3 separate regions of the Mus musculus genome follow, and regions 1 and 3 are each linked to region 2. The links are chromatin contacts, called in public HiChIP or PLAC-seq maps. All regions are on one chromosome and are shown on one strand. Each heading gives the region's core, a stretch centred on a gene start, on an enhancer-like site or on the middle of the called end of the contact. The rest is flanking DNA. Distances are from core to core; before and after follow the strand shown. Region 1 overlaps Rras2 (related RAS viral (r-ras) oncogene 2). Region 2 has its middle 27 kb from the start of Far1os. Region 3 has its middle 18 kb from the start of Gm33659.

Region 1 (4,162 bases), core at 650-3,149, 480 kb before region 2:
TATGCCTACCTTATCCTTTTTAAAAGCAAGATTTATTTATGTATTTTCCGGGCCTGAACGCTTTGCTATCCGTGTGTATGGGCGCTGCATTTGTCCCTGGTGCTTCAGGAGGACAGACTTTTGATCCCTTGGAACAAGAGTTACAGATGGTTGTGAGCCACCACCACGTGGGTGCTGCAAACTGAACGCTGGTCCTCTGCAAGAGTAGCAAGTGCTCTTACCTGCTCAGCCACCTCTTCCGCCCTTGCAGAGTTATTCAGTTCGCCTAAGGGCTCAGGCATCTGTCCAGCGTGGCTTCTGGACTTGACTTTCAATCCCCTGACTGCATAATCATGCATCGTCTCGCCTTGCTGCCTGCAGCCAGCCTTTATAAATCCTCTAATCAAGAAACCAAGCAGCTACCAAATCTCAGGTTCTGCTCTATTTTGTCATAGGGAAATGTAAAACTTGTTCTGTGGGTAAAAGTGTCTGTAGGGCCATGCTGAATTTCAGTGTTCAGGGTAGGCTCTTAAGGACTTTGCATCTAGACTGTTTCAGAATCCCCTCCCAAGAGAACTGGGCAGGACCTCAAGAAGATGACAGGGGTGTGGGTTTATAAATCTTGCCTTTTCTCATATTTTTGGAAATATTCTTCCTTATTTTATAGGCCAATAGAAAATTTGGTATTCAGTGAATTTTTATTAAATAATAATTCTTAGGCTCTGATGACCTTATTAGCATTGGGTCTGAATTTAAACCGTAGTCTTCCTGCTTGTTTATTGAGTGGCCTTGAAGAAGTAGTGCAGTTCTCTGATGTAAAAATGTTTGTAAAAGGGGGGAATCTGTTGGAGGGTCCTTGTGAGGATAAATGAGAAAATCTACTGAGTAATAAGCAAGGCAGATGCGCAGCCGCACTGCCTGCAGGTCTTGCCTGGCCTGTGATTTGCTGGGGAAGGCCTTCTCCTTCCTCTCTGGCAGTGTTCCTGTCTTTACCCTGCTTACATTCTGGCTGGGTGGGGGAAGGAATGGATGATTTAAGGTTTTTTTTTTGTTTGTTTTGTTTTGTTTTGTTTTTGTTTGTTTGTTTGTTTGTTTTTTAATGTACGTGTGTAGCTGAGAGAGGGCAGGAGCAGGGAAGAGGGAGAAAGAAGGAGGAGGCCTAGAAAGTTTCCTGAGGTCAGCTCAGGATGAGGGCATGAACCCTTAGCTTCTCGATTTGACTATGCAGTTCTCTTCATTTTATTAGCATGTATGAATTATACAATAATGACTAAGTGATAGCTACTCATTTTGATCGTATTCACTCCCATTAACCGATCTTGCCCTCCCTCCCACTTCTGCAGAATCCCCCACCCCCACCCCTGTCTTCCCAAATCTAACTCTGTAGCTTTTACAGTTTGCATTTTTTTGTTGTTGTTTTTTTTTTTTTTTTTTTTTGTTTTTTCGAGACAGGGTTTCTCTGTATAGCCCTGGCTGTCCTGGAGCTCACTTTGTAGACCAGGCTGGCCTCGAACTCAGAAATCCGCTTGCCTCTGCCTCCCGAGTGCTGGGATTAAAGGCATGCGCCATCACGCCCGGCTCAGTTTGCATTTTTTTTTTTAAAAAAAATTAGGGTGGAATCTGTCAGATACATGTAGTAGTTCTGTTGTCCATGTAACACACCTGTGCCTTTCAATATCTGATACTTTGAGAGATTTTTTACTTTTTTTTTTAAAATTTATTATTATACCCTTCCTTATTCACTGTGTCCTTTTAAAAGCTGCCAAGCCTCCCGAGTGTGGCATGGGCTCAGAAATGCTCAGGCTTGTGTTTGCCCTGTCCTGTAGTCCCTCTGATCCAGCCCCCTTTCCTCACCAGGCCCGTGAGACTTAACCCAAGTGCTGGATCCCTAGTCTCCGGTGTGGACCAGACTCCACCCTGTGGCAGTGTTTGGGAACTGCACTTTCACACCGGGCTGGCTTTAAGAGAAAGTGGTTGTCGCCACTGCCCCTTGGAATGCGGAAGGGCAATTCATTCTTGTCACCTCTTCCCCATTTTCCTGCTCCACCAAGCCTGCTGCCAGTGAGTAGTCCTCTTTGGAGGCCAAGCAGAGAGTTCGCAGACTGAGGCTATGGAAGCGTGCCTGCTCACCTGGGCGTACCATTTTGTAGCTATTGCAGACAAATTTACCCAGACCAGATCGTATGGGGGAAGGCAGTAGATCTCTCTGCGCAAGTGGAATAACTTATCCAGTGTGGGTGGTCTCCCTGTCCTTTGTTCTCGCCAGGACTCCCCTCCACATATCCTTTAATGTGCTGCCGGCAAAGCCCCAGGAAACCCACCCTCCCTTCTGTAGCTTTTGGTCTACCCTGCTTTCCGCTTTCTAGTGCTGTCCCCCAGCCTCCATGTTATCTGCTGCTGGAGGGTTTGTTTGTTTGTTTTTCCTTGGACAGTTACTGGGGCTCTGTGAACACAGTTCCCATGCATAGTGGCAGCCATACCTCTTAATTTGTGTTGCCTTCTGAGCAGGCATGGTTTTACACTTCATGTGTTTTGGGGTTGGCCTGTCTCTATCCTTCTTACTGTTTTGTTGCTGTTAGGAATTGACCTAAGCATGTCTGGCAAGCGCTCTACCACCAAGCCACAGCCCCGTTGTTCCTAACAGTAGATTGGGTGTTCTGTCAAAGGGACAGTGGGACCTGTTAAGGGGTACAGAGTGGGTATCACCCATATTACTGATATAACTTCAAACAAACATTGTAGGAAAATTACAGGAGGGGTTCTGGTAGTGGGAAATGAGGCACAAATCAAACTGGAAAGTTTTGTGTTCTGTGGAAAGCAACTAACTACGGGTCCCCTGAGGTACACACTTGTTTCAGCTCTGTAGGAGACTGAAGTGGAAGGATTGTAAGCTCAAGACCTGTCTGGGCAGCTTAGCAAGACTGAGTCTCAGAAATCAAAGAGGAGGGCGGGGATGTGGCTCGGTGTTGGAACCGTGCCTGATCTGATCTGATTGCAGTTTCAGTCCCCAGCACTCCAAACACACAATCAATCAACAAACAAACAAACACAAACCGTGGGTTCTAAGGAGGAAGAGGAGAGCGATTGCCATTTGTACGTTTTATGGTTGTAATCTTTACACATACAAATACACAAATGCTAAATGAACAAGATAGATTCATGCCTGTGTGTTTATCTGTGTAATTACTGCTCAGACCCTGAGGATATTTTCAGAAGCCCGGATGGGAGCTGAACACTCAGACTGTTATGAACTCAGAACACTGGGTTCATAGCACTCAGGCACACATTCCAGAGGCTCATGCAGGGTCTGTGGGGTAACTGGGCCTGGAGTTGTTAGAGCTGCCTTCCCTCCCCCACCACAGAGGAACACAGCTCTGGACTTTGAGGAAAGCCATTGGTTCAGCGTGTGGCTGCCGGTGACAGCAGCCCAGTTACGGTTGTGGCTGAAGAGCAGCAGCCTGCCTGCACTCCTTGATCCCTGGTTTGGTAGGCCTGCTCCTGCCTCAGTGTTGTCTCTTTGCTGCGAGTGCTGAAGGGCCGGCCTGGACATTGGCTTCAGATCCTGCAGCTTGGAAGTAGCAGTGAGAGTTAAACTCAACTTTGCCGGAGACTTTCTTCTCTTTAAAATAAAGATTTATTTTTATTTTATGTGTATAAGGTTTATCCTGCAGGTATGTCTACACACCATGTACATGCAGTGCCCCATGAAGGCCAGAAATGGGCATGGGATCCCACATGGCCATGCGGGTGCTGGGAACTGAATGCAGGCCTTCTGAGGAGCAGCAGGTGGTCTTAACCCCTGAGCCATCTCTCCAGCCATAGAAACTGTGTTTTATTGGTAACCCCACTGGCTCATTGTTTCTAAGTTCAAGTGTTGTTTTTTATTCTTTCTTTCTTTATTTGTTATCTATAGTTATTTATTCAATCATTTGTTTGTTTGTTTTTGAGGCAGGGTTTCTCTGCATAACTGCCCTGGCCATCCTGGAACTCACTTTGTAGATCAGGCTGACTTCAAACTAACCGAGATACACCTTTCTCTGGCTCCCTGGTGTGTGCCTGTGTACCACAACCAGCTCTATTGTTTTTTAAAGGCAGGGTCTTCTGCATCCCAGACTGGCCTAGAACTACATATGTAGCTGAGGCAAGCGCACCGCTGCAGCAGGCTTATGCTGGAGATTAGTGT
Region 2 (3,866 bases), core at 1,173-3,672:
GGTGGGATTCAATTACGGGTTGGATATGTCCGAATCCAGTGACAGACTTTGGGAAGGGCTTTGGAAGGCAGGGGAAAGAGAGTATGAGGGAGCAAGGCAGGAATATGTGTGCCATAGGCAAGGGACAGCAAGAGGGCCTCACTAGCTTTCTTAACCCTCTTCCTCCACCACCCACGCCCTCCACTCCCACCATGCTGCATGCAGTTGGCACTTTCTCTTTTGCACTGAGATTCAGGGCTTCAGCTGGTGATGTCAGAATGTCCATTCTGTTGGTTGGTGGGGTGTTGGATCTCCACGGTAGGATCTTGCCCGGCTGAGATGGGAGTGTTCAGACTTGGTCCGATCAGAATGTGGTGCCTATGCTCATATCTCGAGGGTTGCTCCCCTCTCCCCCCTTCCTCTCCCACCGGCCGGTAGTAGAACAGGGACAAAGGGGCTGGGAAGGGAACTGATATCTTCATCATTGTCTGGTGCTGCTTTTCTGGGGGGCCTACCGGCCTCTCACTGACCTTGGCAAGTGCTCTTCTGATGAAGGAGCACAGGGGACCCCCCCCCCCATTCCTGCACTGCACTGGCTCCCATGCTGGGTGAGAAGTACAGGAACACCTGATGACATAGCTGCCCAGGCCTGGGAGCTGGGGCCTCAGTTGGGGGCTCGCTGCCTGCTGTCCCCCAGCACCTGCTGCCCAGTCCAGGACACCGTGTGCGCCAGCTTCTGCAAGGAGTACCTGAACCCATGCAGCAGCACTCGGAAGATGTACCAGCCAATGATGAGCAGTTCTGCCGGGGCTGCTGTTACTGCTGCCACGGTTCCGAAAGTCTGTGGGTGGTCAAGAGCAAAGGTTCGCCGAGGTCTACTGGTCTTGAGTCCACTGCTGGGCACAATGGCTTCTGTTCAATTTTATAGCCCTGATTCACTAACCCTGAAGAAAAGTCATTGATATTTATGATGAAATTTGTTGTAATTTTGTCTTTTGAGAAATGTAAGACAGGAGATCGCTCTTCCTCAAAAAGAAACAAACAAACAAAGAACACATCTAGGAGAGGAACTCTCTGCTATGTCAGAGAGAGGAGTGACAAGTGTGGGCATCATGAGAGGCCTGCAGGGGAAAGGGGATAGCTTCCTGTGACATCTGGCACATGACACCTGAGCTGGGTTTTCATGAAGGAAGTCTTCTCTTGGTGGAGAAGGGAAGGGACATTCCAGGAAGAGCTAGTGCAAAGGACCCTGGGGACAGCAGTGAAAAGGTACTGTCATTGAGAAGGAATAGTAAGGAGTGGGTACAGAAAGACAGGCTTGCACAGTGAAGACACGTTCTGCCTGGAACAGCAGCATGTCGGCTGAGAAACTAACGTACAGACAGGGAAGAGTAGACAGACGTGGGAAGGGGTGAGAGCCAGTCTTGGTCATCAGCCTGACTAAATCTGAAGTAAATTAAAATGCAAGCCAGCACCCCCTGGCCTGAGAGACTTGTCTTCATCAGATACGTGTGGACGGCAGCTTCTGCTAGCAGCCGGATAGAAGGAAACTTCCCTTTTTGCTTGTTGCCTTCACTCCTTCTGGCAAGCTCATCTATCTTGTTGCTACCACATTCCTTTGCTGATATTAGAAACAGCTTTGGGCTTCCAACATGGACTGAGACCAGTAGCTCCAGGAATCTTCTAGGACATCAGCACCAGATTAGGAATGCTGAGACAACCAGCTTTACAGAACTAATACAAGATTCCCAGCCTCTCCAGTGTGTTGAACTGCCAGGCCCATATTATGTAATATAACCTAATAAATCCCTTTTTAATATATCTTCACTCCATCAATTCTCTCCCTTTAGAGAATCCTGACCAACACAGAAGGCAAGCTAAGACAAGCTGGGAAGGAAGCCACGAGACTGTAGCGCTTGAGTGCTCTTACAGGTGATTCAGGGCTACTGGATTCCTTCTCATCTGCAGAGGAACCCAAGACATTCTCTGAGGGCTTCTGGAAGGAGGTTTGTGGATGTAACCCAGTGCCTAGCTTTACTTCCAGGGCTCTAGCAGACAGGTTCCTAGATTCCCCATATCCTTGATCCTGGCCCTAGAACAACTCCACTCTCCCTTTTAAGCCTCCAAACTAATGTGGATGCAGATAAGTATTGGCTCAGTTGGATTAGCTACCAAATTCACACCATTACTTCAGAGAAAGCAAATGTTTGCTGTATTACTCATCTCTTAACAATAACAATCAGTAAAGTTGGAACCACTGGATTGTCTGAATATCTGATCTGAGCCTATGCCAGGGTCTTCATTCCAGGGGGACCCAGGAACCTGCTAGGCTAGTCTTGTCAATTATTATAAGAGCTGGCATTTATTAACTTTGAGTCAGGCGGTGCCCTGGGTTCCTTACACACATGATCACATTTCATCCTCATGACAACTTCTATTGAGAGAAAACAGGTTTACAGAAGTGAGTTGCCTGAGGAGCCTCAGAGGCAAAGCCAGCCCTTGACTGCAGAGTTGTAAAAGGCTTTTGTTCTTTCTTAACCTGTCTTTGGCATGGCATGCTATGTGGTGTCTAACTGTGCTCTAAAGCCCATTGTGTTGAAAGGAAGGGCTTGGCTGTCAGCCTCTGGTCTTCCTGAAAGACAACAGAACATTTAGGAAGTAGAGCTTAATTAGTTGGTGTGCCCTTGAAGGGGCTGTTGAGACTCTAGCCCTTTCCAGCCACCATAAGACAAACACTTTCCCTTATTACCACACACCTTCACTATGATGTAGTATGTTGCCATTGGTCAACAAACCAACAAACTACAGACTAAGTTCTCTGAAGCCACGAGCTAAATAAATATTCCTCCTTATAAGTGCTTTATCACTAGCATTTGGTCACAGTGGTGGAAAGCTGACTGGCACATAGGGGAATCTTAATCTTCTGAAGGTGAGGAAAAAGACTCAAGCTTAGGACACCACTAGACAATGAAAATGTCATCCCAATCCAGCTCTCTCCACAGGCTCAGAAGTACAGAAGACTGTGGTGGGTGCCCTGAAAGCTGGTGTCTGGGGCTGCAGCCTATGGCATTAGTCACAGAACATAGAGTTAATAGGATGTTCCCTTCCAGGAAAACAAACTGGTCTCTGCTGCTTCACTGCTCAGGGCTTATACCTTGGCTACACAGAAGTGACTGGGTAACAGGTTCTTTCAAGAACAGAGTGGCTCTGTCCATGGGGGCAACACTTAGGTACTGTGCTTCCCCAGGGCAACTCTTCCCACATGAGATAACACAAAGATGCAGCTCACAGTCAGCTGGGCACAAGGCAAATTCGACAGTGGTTGTTTTTCTTAGCAGCTTCCTGGATGAGAACTGGGTCTCTTAGTATCAGAGGGCTATTATCCTACATGAAGAACTGAGAGAGAGACACACACAGAGACACAGAGAGAGAGAGAGAGAGAGAGAGAGAGGGGGGAGAGAGAGAGAGAGAGAGAGAGAGAGAGAGAGAGAGAGCAAAAGCTGTGGGACTGGTTTGTTCAGGATTGCTGTGTCCACCCCCTCCATCACTTTGATTCCAGACAAGGCATCTTTTCATCCCTCCCTTTTTTAAAAATCTACACTATGCAGATGCTGTTCACAGCCATGTGGCCAACCATATGTATAAAGAGTCTCCATCTTCAAGCCTTGGAGGGTAGCTGTGGACAGACAAAATAAAACCCAGGTTCCCCACCATTCATCAGTTTGTAATACACATGAAGCCTATTAATCAAATCCCTCAGAGCCTTTTAATTCCCTGTACTATGGCCCTCAAATACTTAGTTACCAAGGAATATGTAACCATGATTATGAACCAACCCATAAATTTTTTTAACCCATACTTGGTCCTCACTCTCTGCATCACTTTGG
Region 3 (4,357 bases), core at 1,558-4,057, 420 kb after region 2:
CTCCCATGTCCTGGGGTTCTAATGTGCAGATCCTAATTCCTTCACTGAAGCACTTCCTGTGCTGTGTTGTGCTTACTTGTCATGACTACAACACACAAGGTCAAAGGCTTTGCCTTGATCATCTGTGTTTCTCTACTATATTATATGCATGGAGTCAAGCGATAGGCAATTTTGTATGTGCTGTACGTATGTGTGCATGTGAGAGCATTTGCGTGTGCGTGTGTGTGTGTGTGTGTGTGTGTGCTAAGTTGAATGATGCAATGAAAGTGAAGGGAACAGGTGTTCTAAGACAGTCCTTAGAAAGGCAGAGTCTCCCCAGCCAGCTGACTGTCCAATGTCCCTTGATCATGCGGGACTGCCTTGTGCTAGAGGCTGGGGATTTGACTTTTAGAGCTATCCAAATTTTGTCTTTATATTGCTTAAGATTGTGTGCTTTGGGTTGGAGCGGTGGCTCAGTGGTTAAAAGTACTGGCTGACGCTGCAGGGGACCTAAGAATAGTTTCCAGAACTCATGCCGGGCAGTCCACAACCACCTGTAGCTCTAGCTCCAAGAGAGCTGTCACCACAAGTGCCTGCATTCATAAACACACACACACACACACACACACACACACACACACACACACACACACACACACATTTAAAGAAGAGTGTCCAGCCATGGTGGCATATACTTTTAATCCCAGTTCTTGGGAGGCAGAGGCAGGCTGATTTCTGAATCTCTAAAAGCCAAAATGGTGATGGTGGTGGTGTTTTTTTCCTTTCCTTTCCTTTCCTTTCCTTTCCTTTCCTTTCCTTTCCTTTCCTTTCCTTTCCTTTCCTTTCCTTTCCTTTCTTTTCCTTCCTTCCTTCCTTCCTTCCTTCCTTCCTTCTCTCTCTCTCTCTCTCTCTCTCTCTCTCTCTCTCTCTCTCTCTTTCTTTCTTTTAAAGAAATCTCTTTTTAGAAAGTATGGGCAAGAGGAGGTTGACTCCCCGGGTCTGCCTTCTCTGGGTAGCCATGGACCAGCTGTTTCAATTCACGTTTCATCTATACTGGGGTGATGACGACCCTTCAGTGTAGAGTTTTGTCTTGAGAATTAGTGATATGACTCAAATCCAGAACTTGGTGCAGTGTCAAAAGCACAATGAACATGGGAGAAATGTCACCAATTATTGACGAGCTCAGAGTCAAGGTGGCTTGAAGTGATCTGTGGCCCAAGAGAGTTCTTATGAAGAAAACATCGTTTAAGCAAAATAAACACTATGTACCACCTTCCAGAAGGTTCTCAATTCTTTGACAGTTATTTAGAATGAGGCTTTAATGATAGCAAGAGGATTGGGAAAAAACAGATGAAGTGATTTTAACACTTGTGAAAGGGCTAGCCTAGCTAGCTAACACCCTGGGGTTTGTGGGACATTTAAGGCAGCGGCAAACCTCCATGCTCTGGAGAACAACCCGTGAGCACCTCTGTGGCACTGACCTCCTCATTTACTCCTGGAGTTGTCTGGCTGGCTCTGCACAGGTAGGTCTAGCCTCAAGGTGGTTGTGAGAACAGCAAACTCTTATCCACATGGGCCACGAGTGACTGTAACACAAGCAGAAAACACCCACGGGAGAGGGCCATAGCATGGCAAGCTGACTACTACGATTGGATTAAGGCCTAGTGGCTTGTGGTCTGCCTGGAGAAGCAGCACTAGATTCTCTGTCCAGTCTCCAGGAAACCCTCCACATCCTTAGGAGACCACCATTGCCTCTCACGTCAAAGGCTGTTTCCAGCTAGGACAAGTAAGACATGTGGCACCTGCTCAGAGAGTCATGAATGACTTGTGTGTGGTGTCTAAAACATCTCAGAAGTCAGTGGATGTGTCTTTGGAAACCTCCAGAAACTTCCATGATCTTAGACATTACCTAACAGATAAAATATTTGGGTACCCTAGTTCAAATGTAGGTTCAGTGCTCTAAGGCCAACTGCTTTAAACACAGCCTAGTTTGCAATCTTTTGCCAATAGGCTTTGAGGGTTTTTGACTTCAGGCTATCTACTGCATTATTTATACCATGTACTCTCACCTTCCCCGAGAGCCAAAGCTTAGTACACATGAGCAGTATGCTGCAGACGAGCCTGACTGTTGTATGCTCACACTGCCTGTTAGTAGTGCAGCTGGGGTGTGAGTCAAGCCCAGCCTCTTGGAGACCAGAACCTGAACTCTTGCTTGTGACCAATGTGGAAGAAGCCAGTGATTAGCCACTTCATGCAGCTGCCTACCTGGAGGACACAGCTTATAGCTAGAGGGTACCGGATAGGAGTCTCCTTTCTTCCTTTCCTTTGATCTGAGGTCATGCTGTGTGAGACCTGACAATCTCTAACTTTCCCAAAGTGCTCAATCTCTCTCTTTCTCTCTCTCTCTCTCTCTCTCTCTCTCTCTCTCCCTCACAAAAGGAGAAGGTAAACTGGTTTATATTCTTTGTAGGAACAAATATACACAAAAATCTATTGGGAAAAATTAGAATATGTCCGGACAGTCAGACACATATCTATGAACCCAGCACTTGGGAAGAAGAGTCCATAAGACTGAGAATTCAAGTTCACTCCGAGCTACACAGCAAGATAAAGGTCAGCTGCTGCTTCATAAGCCCGGTCTCAAAACAAAAGCAAAAACAACTAAATAAGTGAAGGAAAGAAGAGGAAAGAAAGAGGGAAAAATGAAAGTAATAAAAAAGAGAAAGATAGACAAAAGCCAGCCCCCTGTCTTTCTAAGCAGGGATACTCCAGTCCTCTTAATGGCTACCGAGTTTCTGGTACATCTAGCCAAGTGTGATTTGCAATGAGACGTTTAATATAGCGCCACTCCTTTTCCTGACTCACTAAAAATGAGATCATCTTGAACATCAGACTAAAGTAAGGAATTTCCAAACTGAGTTTGGCATTTGGCTGTTCTATCCTAATGTGTCTGCATCTCGTCTTTGGTAGAACAAAAGAAGGTTCCCAGATGGTGAAGCGACCTGGCCAGACAGCACAGCCACGCAAAGGGCTACCACCAAAAGCTCAGCTTCATGTGATATGGGCGCTCCGGTACAAAAGCTCTGTTCACAGACCTGCACCGTGCCATCACCCTGAGACTGATATGGACCCACAACAGGCACTCTAACCACGAGGACTTACTCCCCATGGGCAGAGTGGAATCTGGTAGCAGCACCCAGCCTAAAAGGAGCAGATCTCAAAGCTAAGAGTGAGAAGAAGCAAAACAGAACGGACGCGCTTCCCTGGAGACAAGCATCTCAGTTCCCATGCAAAGGAGGGATATTACAAACCATTTAAAATTAGAGGCTATAATTAATGTTAAGCTAGTTAAAAATGTGAAACAACAATGTAAAGATAAAAGGCAAATAATACACAGAGAAAATATTTGCACCAAAGATCATTCAACCGTATGATACATGAAGAACTCAAACCTTAAAAGGAAAACAAACCATGGGCTCCATGAAATGGCTCAGTAGATAACGGGCTTGCTACCAAGTCTTCAGACCCGAGTTCAAGTCCAAGGGCCCTCATGCTAGAAGGTGACCATAAGTTCCTGCAAGGTGTACTCTGACTCCTACACAAGTGCCATGGCACTAGCACCTCCACACCCCCACATGTCACCCCTAGTTCCATAGATGAGGAGTAGGTTTGCACCCTAGATATCTGAACTGACTTAGGGTTCTTTGAGCACAACGCGCTAGGGCCCAGGCTCTGGGTTCGGGTCATATAGCTTCTGAGAGGATGACATTGCATGGTGCTAGATACATTGTTTCCACTATTGCATGGTGCCAGATACATTGTTTCCACTAAAAAATATCCAACAAAGAAACAAACAAACAAACAAAACCTGGGAGATGGTAATTTTGTCTAATTCAAGTTTGGTTGTGGCATTTTGCATGTCAAAGTAAGCTGCATGCCCACACATGGCAATCTCCCAGGAACACTTAGCAGTGACCATAACACTTTGTGGGTTGCTTTCTGTGTCTCCATAGCAATTCTGATGACCAGCGTTGATGCACCAGCCACATACATCATTCATTTTGCCAGTTAGTCAGATCTGCCCTCTCCATGGAAAAGTAAAACAAGGGCTCGCCAGACATCCTGGCAGGTGAAGGTGCTTTGTCTCACAAGTCTGGTGATGCAAGTTTGAGCCCATGGTGGAAAGAATGCCATATGCACTCTGTGGCACAGGGATGCACACATTCCAACATGCATGGCATTCCCTAATCAGAATAAATAAAATGTTTTTTAAAGGAAAAAAAAAATCAAAGCAGTTGAGGAAGGGTACACGGTACTGCCACTAGAGGGAGTGTACAGTCAGTGTCAACATATCTTAGACCCTAGGGCAGGCAGTTTG

What was found. HiChIP or PLAC-seq counts read pairs in DNA pulled down with a chosen protein or histone mark.
Region 1: a FOXA1 HiChIP or PLAC-seq map of pancreatic cancer cells shows a contact between it and region 2. The contact joins two enhancer-like sites. A contact is called at or near these places in 4 of 115 datasets of contacts at active chromatin or transcription factors (T-cell acute lymphoblastic leukemia, embryonic basal ganglia, neural tube and 1 more).
Region 3: a FOXA1 HiChIP or PLAC-seq map of pancreatic cancer cells shows a contact between it and region 2. The contact joins two enhancer-like sites. A contact is called at or near these places in 1 of 484 Hi-C or Micro-C datasets (olfactory sensory neurons) and 1 of 115 datasets of contacts at active chromatin or transcription factors (pancreatic cancer cells).

What each region holds. Positions count from the first base shown.
Region 1 is chr7:114,064,733-114,068,894 of GRCm38.p6, reverse strand. All of the region lies in intron 1 of Rras2 (related RAS viral (r-ras) oncogene 2), which reads left to right. Among named protein-coding and RNA genes, the nearest start is that of Gm51454, 30 kb to the right of the region's middle. Within about 2 kb of position 1,899, at least 103 of the 459 cell types and tissues checked have an H3K27ac peak or open chromatin away from gene starts, as enhancers often do. A contact at or near this core is called in pancreatic cancer cells, where this site is marked.
Region 2 is chr7:113,589,802-113,593,667 of GRCm38.p6, reverse strand. It overlaps the pseudogene Gm33828. Among named protein-coding and RNA genes, the nearest start is that of Far1os, 27 kb to the right of the region's middle. Within about 2 kb of position 2,422, at least 43 of the 459 cell types and tissues checked have an H3K27ac peak or open chromatin away from gene starts, as enhancers often do. A contact at or near this core is called in pancreatic cancer cells, where this site is marked.
Region 3 is chr7:113,167,316-113,171,672 of GRCm38.p6, reverse strand. No RefSeq gene overlaps it. Among named protein-coding and RNA genes, the nearest start is that of Gm33659, 18 kb to the right of the region's middle. Within about 2 kb of position 2,807, at least 40 of the 459 cell types and tissues checked have an H3K27ac peak or open chromatin away from gene starts, as enhancers often do. A contact at or near this core is called in pancreatic cancer cells, where this site is marked.